Regions from separate parts of the Mus musculus genome. Here region 2 is linked to region 1. Evidence: chromatin contacts called from public promoter capture Hi-C data. All regions are on one chromosome and are shown on one strand. The core of a region is the stretch at or near the end of the contact, and the rest is flanking DNA. Distances in the headings are between cores, read along the strand shown. Region 1 holds the start of Psme2 (proteasome (prosome, macropain) activator subunit 2 (PA28 beta)). Region 2 holds the start of Cbln3 (cerebellin 3 precursor protein).

Region 1 (5,795 bases), core at 2,968-5,467:
CCTGAACACCGAGAACCCCTTACCTCTGCTTTTGCCTCTGAGCACTGAGAATAAAGGTGTGCAGTACCGTGGCCTGCTCTGCCCTGTTCTTTAGAAGGATCTGTGAAAAACACAATGGACCTCCAGTCCCTCCCTCCTCGACTTCCTGCAACCACTTAATTTTTATTTTATTTTATTTTATTTATTTATTTAGGTTTTTCGAGACAGGGTTTCTCTGTGCAGTCCTGGCTGTCCTGGAACTCACTTTGTAGACCAGGCTGGCCTCGAACTCAGAAATCCGCCTGCCTCTGCCTCCTAAGTGCTGGGATTACAGGCGTACGCCGCCACCACCACTGCCTGGCTTTTTTGTTTTTTATGTGATGAGTGTTTTGCTTACATGTATGCCTGTACATCACATGTGCATATCTAGTGTTTGCAGAGGTCAGAAGAGGGTGTCCAGATCCCCTGGAACTGGAGTTACAGTCAGTTATTAGTCATCTTGTGGGTGCTGGGAATCAAACCTGGATCCTCTGGAAAAACAACTGGTGCTCTTAACTGCTGAGCCATTCCTCCAGTCAACCCTCTCCCACTTTCATTACCTTATTCACCTTCCTTTGGTATATAGACACCAGAGGCTCTCAATGAACAACACAGGTAATATACATAAAGTATAAATCATTTATTTTCCTTCTAATCCTTAGCTCAGTACATCGATGGCTTTTCTTCACCCTTCGGGTTGACGATTTTCTCTAGGTTGCTGCTGATGATATGATAAAGCTCAGCCTAGAGGAAGGCCAAAGGAATACAGTTAGGTTCTTGGCTTCCCACGCCCCCTGCATCCACGTCCCTCAGGAGCTCACTCCACACTCACATAGAAGGCCCTCAGGTCCAGCACCATGGCCCTAAGCGCCCCATAGGCTGCTTCATCTCGCTCATGCACCAAGGCCCGGTAATCCATCTGGGAAGGAGGAGGCAAACTGAGTCAGCACCATGGGAGGTCGGGACTCTTAACTTTGTTTTCTCATACATAGAAGAGATTAGCTGGAAGATTACCCCATCTTAGCACCAACACACACAGTATTAAGTAAGGAAGTAAGTAAGGGTCGAAGATATTAGAGCCCTAATCAGCTCTGCTTTTTGGAATAGTATCTTCCACATGGTATAAGTCAAAAAGCAGGACCAGGTCCTCTTTCTTCCCACCTCAATTCCACCCCCGGGGCCAGCCTCAACTAAAGGACTGGAGGACTGTGCACTCACTACATGGGTGTCCTTGGAAGCCTTGGCTACAGCGTCCCCTCGTTCTGAGAAGTACCTGTGAGAAGGAAGGAATGTGTGTGAATGGAAACAGCCACATCCACCCACCCACCCCGCCCGTCTCCCATCACTCTGAAAGAACCGCCTAGCTTCAAGAATCCCTGTAGGGTCCCTGGGTTCCTGCAGCTGCTCTCACTTGGAAATGGTTGTCTGGAAAGCTTCTACTTTGGTCTTGACAGCATTCACTCTCTCCAGCACCTTCTCCTGCAGAGACGTGAGAAGCAAAGACAACAGTTCATCCCCCCCCCTTTCCTGTTTCTTCTTCCTCTGACCTCCGGGTGATGGCCTTGTTTCCATCCCTCCCTCTTGAGTCTCCTCCCACTCTGTCTTCAGTCACCAATTCTTACCTGAATTGCCACCCCAAAATCATTTCCATCCTCAATCTTGGGGATCAGGTGCTGGATCCATGTGATTACCTATGTTAAAAGGAGGACTCACTCAACAAAATCACTGAGGCCTAATATACTACTTCTTTTCTTAAAATTTCTTGTTATTATTTTTTTATACGTGTATGTTTTTTATAATTCCCCTTTATGGGTATTTAGCTATATGCATGCCTATGTCCCATGTGCATGCCTGGTGCCCACATGGGCCAGAAAAGGGTGTTGGATTCCCTGGGGACTGAGGTCACAGAAAGCTGTGAGCGTCTATGTGGGTGCTGGGAATCAAAAGTGAGTCTTCGGGGCTGGAGAGATGGCTCAGCAGTTAAAAGCACTGACTGCTCTTCCGAAGGTCTTGAGTTCAAATCCCAGCAACCACATGGTGGCTCACAACCATCTGTAATGGGATCTGATGCCCTCTTGTCTGAAGATAGCTACAGTGTACTTACATATAATAAATAAATAAACCTTTAAAAAAAAGTGCCGGGCGTGGTGGAGCACGGCTTTAATCCCAGCACTCGGGAGGCAGAGGCAGGCAGATTTCTGAGTTCGAGGCCAGCCTGGTCTACAAAGTGAATTCCAGTACATACACGAAATGGAAAACCTACCTGCACATGCCTGGGTGCACACAAACACACAATTAAAAAGTATATATCTAGATATCTAGATATATACACACACACACACATATCCATCCATATATATCCAAGACACAAAAGCCAGTCTTATTATATATTAGGTCTCTGGGTTGAAGACCTGCATCTCTGACTGGACCACAGCTGTGCTGTGCTTTTCTTCCCACCTCCCCCAGGGCCCAGGCTCACCAGAATGCACTTCTCTTTGAGAGTCCAGACTTCTGGCTTAACCAAAGCGAGCAAGGCCAGAAGCTTCTCGTTCCCCGGGAGGTAGCCACACTTAGGGACTAAGAGAAAGATGAGAGTGGGGCCTTTATGTCACCCACATCCCTGCACCAGCCTCCCCCCTCCTCACCAGGTCTCCATTACCTTCCTTCTTCTCCTGCTTGTCTGTTTCCATCTAAGGCAAAATAAGGAAAGCAGCTTTAGAACAGTCTTGGAGGCTGCCACACTGTGGTGGTGTTGCCACTGGCTTAGAGTTCAGGCTCTGCACACTGAATGCCTTACCTCGTCATCCTTGGGTGGAGGATCTGGGATAGGGATGTCCAGAGGAGCCCGGAGGGAGGAGAGGTCGGCCACATTGAGGGAATCCTCCTGTAGAATTTATTCTCAGACACTACCCAGCCTCCTCCCTTCACCAGACACAGCCTTCCATCTCTCTTCCTCCCAACCCAGGCTCAAGCCTTTTTTTTTTTTTGAGACAGGGTTTCTCTGTATAGCCCTGGCTGTCCTGGAACTCACTTTGTAGACCAGGCTGGCCTCGAACTCAGAAATCCGCCTGCCTCTGCCTCCCGAGTGCTGGGATTAAACGTGTGTGCCACCACACCCGGCCAGGCTCACTCAGCTCCCAGCATGCTGATGCCCGTCAGATGGGTGATGAGAGGTGTCAGGAGATGGAGCAGAGGGGTCTATACTACTCACCTGCAAGAGCTGACTCAGGGATATGATTTTCCGTGGCAAGAAAGTGCAGAGGAAGTCATCAGCCTGCAAGTTACATTACAAAAATAATCATGCAAGAGGTTTGTTGATACGTATCAGAAGTTGGCCCATGGAAATCACTGAGCTCAAGACTCTCGTATGAGGAAACCCTAGCCCTGGAAATAAAGGGACTTGCCCAATCTCATGAAGGGCAGAAGTAGGGCTATGGGGTTTTCCCTTTGGGCGACATCTTTACCTTTCCATTCAAGGGGAGTGGCAAAAGCAGTTAAGAGTTCTAAGATTGATCAGATTACAAGTAGAAACAAATCATTGCAGTTCACCTTGAGTAAGCATGAAGGTTCGGAGACACCAAAATTAAGGTGAACTGGTGGGTTACTCAGAGCTTGTGGCCCTAGAGTTCTGCACTAAGACTCTGGGTTACATCGACTGAATTCAGAGACTTACCTCCTGGAAAAGATTTTGTCTGAAGACATCCACCTGCACAGACAGAAGTAGCCGGATGCTGGTTAGGGTTTAGTTTGTATAGAATAAGGGCCCACTCCCAACCTAGGTGCCTTCCAACTCTAGCCCAAACCTGTCCCACAAAGCTAGTTTCCCCCTGGAGGAGCCTGCTCAGTGCACAGATTGGCTCGAGGACACGGCACTGGCAATCCCTGAGCAGAAGTGAAAGAAAGCCCTAAAGAAAGAGAGGCCGGTGGAGTTCGCTCGCAAGGCCCCATTGGTGCCCAGGAGCACCGAGCTTTATCTCCGTTAGGACTTCTCACTCCTTCCTGGCTTCGGTTCCCATTTACCTGTTTTCGGGCTTCTCCACTCAAGCGGACCCCACAAGGCTTGGCCATGCTTCCCCCCACTTGGCAGCTCTCGAGCCTGGGCTAGCAGCCCCAGCTTTCGCTTTCACTCTCCAGGCCCAGACCCACCCCCCTCAGCCACGCCCCCTCCCTTTTTTCTCCTCCTCCTGGCCGGCCACCAACCGTGAGTAGTACCCCCTCAGCCATTCCCAGCTAGTTGCCACTAGGAAGGGCGGTGTTGGCTTCATCATCAGGGGCTGTCCAAGGGAGGAGCTAGGAAAGCGTGGGACGGCGGAGACTCAAATAGAGGCGGCCTCTCGAGAAGGGCGGAGCTTATAGTATGGACCGTCCAGGGGAAGTACTGGACTGAGAGAGGGTGGGACAATAGGAAAGGGGGTACCCAGAGGTGGGGTTCCATGACGCTAGACTGAGGAGGGGACCAAGTAGGATCCGAGAGAGTAGGAAGGATAAGAAGGAGGAAAGCCTGGCAAGATGGAAGGGAGCAGGACGAGCGGGACTGCCTTCCCTTCAGGACAGACTAGAGAAGGGAGGAGCCCGCCTGAGCCGGGCTAAGGGCAGCCAGAGCCGGTCCCCGATAAGGTGGGACTTCCCCGCCGGGGAATGGAACAGAACCAACACTATGGAAATAAAGATAGCAAAGCTCTGGGCAAAATTAACCCCTCGCATGGGAGGTGGGTCCCTCCGGAAGGGGCGGGATAGTTTAAGGGAAGGCGAAGAAGAGAGCCTGATTCGGAAGGAAAAGGTTCCGTAGCATTATGGGAGGAGCCCGGGCCGCGGCTTCTTCATTGGCGGCGACCTGGCCACCCTTCCTGATCTCAGCTTTACCGTCACTCCGAACCCTCCTTTTCCTCTAAAGTGGCCCACAGTCCCGCCCTCTCTGCCAGGACTTCCTGTTCCCGGTAACCCTGGCCGTGGATGGGGCTGAGCGGGGCGGTGGCTTAAGTGACCCGGGCTGCTGTGGCGCCGCGCGCACCTGCGCCAGCCCCTGGAGGGCAGAGAAGCTGAGCCTGTCTCCAGTCTCAGGATGCCGGGAGACGAGGAGCGAGGCTTCCTGGCGGCCCGCGAGGAGCTGGCGAGCGCCCTGAGGTGGGATTCTGCGCAGGTTTTTCCCCTGGAGCAGCTCATGCCGCTTCTGGCCACCTCTCTGCCACCAGCCGCCCGCTACCTGCAGCTGGACGCCGGACGCTTGGTCCGCTGCAACGCTCATGGGGAGGTGAGGTCAAGCCCGCCCGGCGCTCCATGGAAGGGGACCTAGGCTCAGAGGCCAGGTGGGCTAGGCTCACGACTCTGCTTTTCTGAATGCTCCCAGCCTCGAAACTACCTCAACACCCTATCCACGGCCCTGAACATCCTGGAAAAATATGGTCGCAACCTCCTCAGCCCGCAGCGGCCCCGGTATTGGCGCTCAGTGAAGTTTAATAACCCCGTCTTTCGCAGCACGGTGGATGCTGTGCAGGTGAAACTCTTGGACCTTATCGGAGAAGGGGACTAGACCTGTGCTTAGGGTTGACCAGAAAGGCTTGAGGGTGTGCTGAGTGGGGGACCAGCTCTATTGCCTAGGAGGTCTGTTAGATGGTGACCGGGTCCTGAATGTGTGCCAGGGTGGCCGGGATGTACTACGGTTGTATGGCTATACTGAGGAGCGCCCAGATGGATTGAGTTTCCCCGAAGGGCAGGAGGAACCAGATGAATACCAGGTTGCTGTTGTCACACTAGAAGTACTGCTGCTTCGCACCGAG
Region 2 (6,133 bases), core at 3,248-5,747, 290 kb after region 1:
CTTACACTCTCAGCATCCATAAGGTGGCTCACTGCCACTGCAGTTCAGTCTCAAGGGATCTGAGGCACCCCCTCTGGCCTCCAAGGGAACTGCATGTATGTGGTGCACAGGCAAAACACTATAAAATAAAAATAAACTAAAAAGTAAAACAAACCAAAACCAAAGCCTATGTTGATCTTCTTTGTCTTGAGTATCTCAGTGGGTGAATTGTGCCAAGTGTTTTCTCAAAACATCATCTTGAGATTTTAAGTCTGTGCTATGCAGATATCTCAGAGTCTATACTCTAATCACCAAGATATCTCAATATGCGTTTACATGGCATGGGGACTTTGCAAATACACTGCTGGTGGGGACCTTAAAATAGAAAGATTGCTCTGTATATTCTCGGTGGGTCCAGTCTAAGCATCGAATTTTCAACCTACAGGAACTTTTCCTATGGACATCAGAAAGATGTGGCAGGTTTAGGCTGGAGCCAGTCAGAGGGCGGGGCTGTGCTGTGTGTGTTTTAGCTGGAAAACAGAAGCTCCTGAGGATATCAGCACTACAGCTCTAAGGGATTGAGCACTAAATGAATTTGGAAGTGTCTTCTTCTCTCTTTCCTTCTGGGAAGGAAGGGTACCACCTGCCACCTTATTTTCAGCGTTGTGAAACTTTATCAGAGAATAGTCACGCTTTTCCAGACTGTTGACATATAGAAGGTGCAATAAATAAATAAAGAGCATCGTGTACCTCCCGGTGTTAACGGGCTGATCTAGTTTATTGTATTCTGAAAAACTTCCAATGTCCAATTACTCTTCTTCCTTACTATAAGATCCTGATTTTGGATGTGATGGCCTGGAATAAAGTCTACGGGCTTTGGAGGTGGTCCAGTGGTTAGAACACTTGCTGTGCACACCTGTTGGCCTGAGTTCATATTCCAGCCAGCCATAGTCCATGCATTTGTAATCCTGTACTTTAAGGAGAAGGCAGAATTCCAGAAGGTTCCAGCTAGCCTGGTGTACGCAATGAAAAATTAGAGTCCCTGTCTCAAACATAGTGGGAGGTGGGGTCCAACACCCAAAGTTGTCCCCCCTCTCTCTCTCTCTCTCTCTCTCTCTCACACACACACACACACACACACGTCCCAGGTGCATGCACATGGAAAATATGACAAAAAGGTAAGATTGTGAGATTGTTTCCTTGCCTGTCCTGGCTTGGTGTGGCCAAGTGTGACTCCATTCTGGCGATGAGATGCAATCAGAAATGTGTGTAGGCAGCTGTCAGCGGTCGGAAAACCTTTCAAGGAAGGAGCTGTGTTCTTTCTTCTCTCCCTTTTTCCAGCGCTGCTGGGATGTAATGCTGACCTGCACGAAGCCATCTTGGGCCATGAGGCGGCATGCCAGAGAGGCATCCCAAAAGGGAAGACTGGGCTCTGTGGTTCTAAGCAGCTGTTTATCCTGAACTCCCCAGCTGCAGACTCTTCCATGTGAGACAGAAATATTATCTTATCTTGTTTAAACTATTCTTCCTGGCCACAAAGTAAGGACAAATGCTGAAGGAAAGTGCTGCCCCTCCCCCTCTTGTCTACTCCCTACCCGCCTACCCCAGTGCTGGGGTTCAAACCCAGTGCTTCATGCGTATTAGCGTCTGCCTCTGAGTGACACCTCCATCCTTATTTCTTTCTTTGTTCTGTCTCTGTCTCTCTGTCTTTCTTTTGGACAGGTTTTACTATGGCTTGCCTGAAACTCACAGAGATCCACCTGCCTCTGTCTCCTGAATGAACACCTAGATTTTTATTTTAAAACCATAAACTTGCCGGGTGTGGTGGCACACGCCTTTAATCCCAGCACTCAGGAGGCAGAGGCAGGCGGATTTCTGAGTTCGAGGCCAGCTTGGTCTACAAAGTGAGTTCCAGGACAGCCAGGGCTATACAGAGAAACCCTGTCTCAAAAAACCAAAAACCAAACCAAAACAAAAAACCACAAACTTGCCCTGGTATTTATTTAGCACGAGTACTTTATATTATAGCACTTTAAAAACGTTGACTGCTATGCCCAGCTTTGAATTTATTTCTCTTCAGCATGCTGTAGTCCTGCAGTCCCTGTTTCACACCCTCACGAACAGGACAAGTCACTGTTTTAACAGCCGCAGCTCCCCAGTTGTTCTAGGTAGGTCCGTTCATGCTGGACCATTGGGACAACTGGGTAAAAAGAGTTTCTGATGTTGGTGGGATACTAGTTGGGGGAGATGAGTCATGGACTCCCAGGTAACAGGAGACCTTAAAAGAAGAGTAAGACAGTAGTAGAAGTAGAGGAAGAACGATGCGTTTGGGGGGGGGAGCAGACTACAGGGAAATTAGCTGGGAGACAGCTGGAGGAACTACATGTCGATCAAGAGTAGGGAGTGACTGAAATTCAGATTTCCAAGGTGGGGCAGTTCTAGGAGGTGGCTGAGGGAGAGGACATGTGGTTACTGATGACTCATTCGTGACCTTTGACTCTGCCTCCAGGTCTGTATACCTGCTCTAGTTTCCCCTATTAGCCAGAGCAAACACACACACACACACACCCAAGCCTCTGGTCAGGCAATGAGGGCCAGAGTCCATTGGGACCTGGCACAGATGGACGGCAGGATTCCTGCCTTCTGACTGTCCCAGTTTACCTGCAGAATGTTTACATGTTCAGGGTAGGCACATGGCCCCATCCTGTCTCTCCAGCTACGGATGCTCTGTGGCCTTCCCCACACTGCTTTTTTGTGGTTGAGCTGTCAGCCCTGTTCACAGGGTGCTGGCCGAGAGCTCTCATTGCTGGCATTCCTCACAGGATGGAGCCCGCAGGTACTATGAGGCTGGTCCATCTGGGCCCCTGTGGGAGCCTGTCAAGCTTACCTGCGCCACCTGTCACCAAATAGCGCTGAGCAGGAAGCTGGGGTGGAGAACAGGAGGAGTGGAGTCTGTGAAGAAGTGCAAGCTTCCCTCTTAGCAAACCCTGCCTTAAACTGGAGCTGCGGAGGGGCAGGAGGGGCAGCAGGAGACTGGGAGGGCGACCTGAGTGAGGCGTTTTGTCTAGAGGTTCCGTAGCTCTGCTCTGCTCCTAGCCTTGGGTGTTTAACTATGATCTCATGCAAGGAGGTGGGCCGTAGGCAGCCTGGAGGGGGCCTTTCTCTTGCTCCAAAGATACTTTGTTTCTGGGGCAGGGAAGGGCAGAAAGATGCTAGACATCTCCGTTTAAAGGCTTGGGTCCTCAGAGTGGGAAGATGAGGAAGCCTGAGAAGCTCGAATACTTCCAGCCACCCAGAAGATTCCCCCGACGCAGGCGCAGGGACACACGGTCCCCCGGGTCCAGGGGAAGCAGCACAGAGCTTGTGGCTGCCTCTCGGGTCACATCAGGGTCATTTGCAAAGGCTGAGATGACCGGCCATGTGTTCAGCATCAGACTCACCTGGGGAGGGGAGCCCAGTTAGCATCTATGTCCTAGTCCTTAGCTCAGGACACCCCGCCCCCCATCCTCCCAAGAGTTTTCTTTTGGGAACTTGAGGGTCAGTGGGCTCTCCAGTGAGCACTGAGGGGTGGCCAGTGTTGGGTTCTGTACATCTGCCATACCCTGCTAGCCTTTCCTCCCTTGCTCCTGGTCCCTGGGATACAGGTCCAACAGAAGGGCTATCCAGGGATGTGCTGCGGTCCACTATGACCCTCCCTTCCCCCCGGAGGTGGACTGGCACTTAGGTCACCTGGACAGTTTGGCGGTTGTACACCTTGACCACGTGGAATCGGAAGCTGTAGACTCCACGGACAGGGGCCACGAAGCAGCCCGAGGTCCGATCAAAGCCCTCGCCCTCATTGACCAGTACCTGTGGGGAAGCAGATTGTGTTGAGAGGGATTCTGGGTGCCGGGAGCTCAGGAGCATCACTGGGTTGGCATTTGTGCAGTGGGTGAGGAGAGAAGGGGTGGCAAACGGGTGTGACAGGAATGTGTAGAGTCAAAAACTATGAGGAAGGGCTACGGTGCTGTGTGTATGAATGAAAGAAGGCCAACCAACGGTCAGTGGCCATCTTAGAGGAAGGTGGTGCAAGAGATGCAGGTAATGGTTTCCTTGGAGTCCGAGGGATGCAAAGGGGCTTGGACAGTAGAGTCCAGGTCCTTGCATGTCTTCCGGACAGAGGCAGAGGGATTACCTGGTCGAAGTAGATGGCACCACTGGTACCGTTGCCGGTTTCTCCTGCTGGTTCATGGTGATGGCTTCGGACTGCAGCAAACGCCACTCGTCCTGGGGGTGCCTCTCCCAGGGCTGCACCCCCAGGTCCTCCTGCAGTAGGTCGGCCTGGCTCACAGACCACCAGGCACTCCCCCTCCAGTAGGACAGGCTCTGACCCTTCTTGAGCCCACCCAGCCTCCAGGGTCAGAAGCACCAGGGCCAAGGACAGCTTGGGTTTGTGCCATTCCGTCCCCATCCTTGCTAGGTGCCTCTGTAACTCACAGATTTTCCTGTCTTCTGTCCCCTTGGCTCTCCCCCCTCTGCTTCAAGGCTTCAGTACTCCTGCCCTGCTCTGCTGTCCTCTGTGAGTCTGGCACCTAGCCCGGGCACTCCCCTCCCTGTATCTTTTTGTGTCCCACAGCTCTGCCTGGCCTTACTACTGCTGTCTCTGCGGATCCCTCCTCCTTGGCAGAGCATGGAGTGACAGCAGTTGGGCCCTGGGAGGGAGAAGAGGAATGGAGAGAGGATATGAGGGCTCTAGCCACACAAGGGTGTGTACACACACACACACACACACACACACACACACGAAACAAAATTTCTTCAATTCCTTTCTCATCTTCTCCTTTTCAGTCTTTCTCCATGGGGTTTTCCTTATTGTGGCAAGGTGTGTGTCCTCATCTCCCCCCCCTTCCCCCCCTACTCCCCCAACTCTATCTACTTGGTGAAAGTGCTTGTGTCAAGGGCAGGATTCTCTTGTGACTCTGGACCAGTCACTTCTCTTGGAACCATCAACTGCAGAACTCCCAAGGACCCCAGGAACTGGAGGCGAACGTGAGAGTTGGCAGGAGGCGTTGGGGGTGGGGTGAGTGTCTGTGACCCGGTAGGCCCCGCAGGGGATGTGGAGGGCGGGTCGCTCGGCAGCAGGACAGCAGGCCGAGCCGGGGAGGAGGAGCGCAGCCCTGCCCCGAGCCCTGGCCAGTGCGGCCCTAGCGGGGGAGGAGCCGAGCTGGCTCCGCCCCGGGCCGGAAAGTGACTCCAAAGCCACAACGCGTTGTTGACGAGAGAAGTCTAGGTTGGGTGAAGGATCCGAGAAGGCCCTCCCAGATTCGGGCTCCCAGCCCCAGGCCCCTGGGGCGCGGGAGAAACGCGGGCCCCTCCTCCCCCGCCGCGGGCACCTAGAGGAGCGGGCGGAACTCGCGGCTTTGGCGGTAGGCGTCCCCCTTCCGGGCGATCGGGAGCTGAAGGCCGTGGCGGGAGGGTGGTCGGGCTGGGGGCGGCCGCCGCAGGCTGTGGGAGGGCGGGCTATGCCCCTGGGCCCCGGGTGGGATGCTTGACAGTGGACAAACGAGGAGGGGGGGCGGGGGCGGGGAGGTGGGAGTGGTTAGTGAAGGAATAAGGCGGATAGGGGAAACCCCCACCCCAGGACTACACTGTTAGAGCCTCTGGCGCGTATTCATTTCCCAAGAGGCCCTCCTCTACTCAAAAAATCCGAGACCTCTCAGCTCTGGGACTCTTTCCTCAAACCACCCACTTCTTGTGACCCTCAAAATGAGCTGGAGGCCCTCTCAACTCGTCCCTTCTCAGGGCGGTGGTCATCAGTTTTCTCTGGCCAGTCGCCCACCCCAGCTAGCCCTGTTTAAGAAGGGCTTACTCTCAGGGAGAGGCCTGTGTATAGATGATTTTCTATATTCTCCACCCGCGAGGTGGACTTGCTATCTCCTGGGGTTGTTTACCAGTTCTGTCACTAGGTGCGACCTGTTGATTGTTGGATGTATGCCATGTGATTAGGATTTGGGTTGAAGGGAGACAGAGACTTTGAGATTGCCTCTGCCCTTCCAGGACTCCAGGTAGAAGCCATGTCTACTTGGGGGTTTGCCTCCCCGACTCCCGACCGCTTTGCGGTGTCTGCGGAGGCCGAGGACAAGGTTCGGGAGCAGCAGACTCGCTTGGAGCGTAT

What was found. Promoter capture Hi-C pulls out the DNA fragments that hold promoters and counts their contacts.
Region 2: a contact with region 1 is called in a promoter capture Hi-C map of liver, with 2.5 times the contacts expected there. The contact joins the promoter of Cbln3 here to the promoter of Psme2 in region 1. A contact is called at or near these places in 12 of 39 promoter capture datasets (the 3T3-L1 cell line, the C10 cell line, cranial neural crest and 8 more), 1 of 484 Hi-C or Micro-C datasets (B cells), 5 of 115 datasets of contacts at active chromatin or transcription factors (bone marrow-derived macrophages, embryonic stem cells, memory CD8 T cells and 1 more) and 2 of 9 other capture datasets (adipose tissue and liver).

Annotation. Positions count from the first base shown.
Region 1 is chr14:55,586,804-55,592,598 of GRCm38.p6, forward strand. Psme2 (proteasome (prosome, macropain) activator subunit 2 (PA28 beta)) reads right to left here and starts at 4,218. Exons shown (of 11, transcript NM_011190.3): 1 at 4,039-4,218; 2 at 3,692-3,724; 3 at 3,230-3,292; 4 at 2,816-2,902; 5 at 2,678-2,708; 6 at 2,498-2,595; 7 at 1,641-1,709; 8 at 1,430-1,497; 9 at 1,237-1,291; 10 at 851-937; 11 at 637-762. The coding sequence starts at 4,086. The coding sequence ends at 682. It overlaps Rnf31 (ring finger protein 31), which reads left to right and starts at 4,939. Exons shown (of 21, transcript NM_194346.3): 1 at 4,939-5,269; 2 at 5,366-5,512; 3 at 5,658-5,795. The coding sequence starts at 5,081.
Region 2 is chr14:55,879,759-55,885,891 of GRCm38.p6, forward strand. Cbln3 (cerebellin 3 precursor protein) reads right to left here and starts at 4,498. Exons shown (of 3, transcript NM_019820.3): 1 at 4,154-4,498; 2 at 3,709-3,828; 3 at 1-3,419. The coding sequence starts at 4,429. The coding sequence ends at 3,222. It overlaps Khnyn (KH and NYN domain containing), which reads left to right and starts at 5,184. Exons shown (of 8, transcript NM_027143.3): 1 at 5,184-5,384; 2 at 6,016-6,133. The coding sequence starts at 6,033.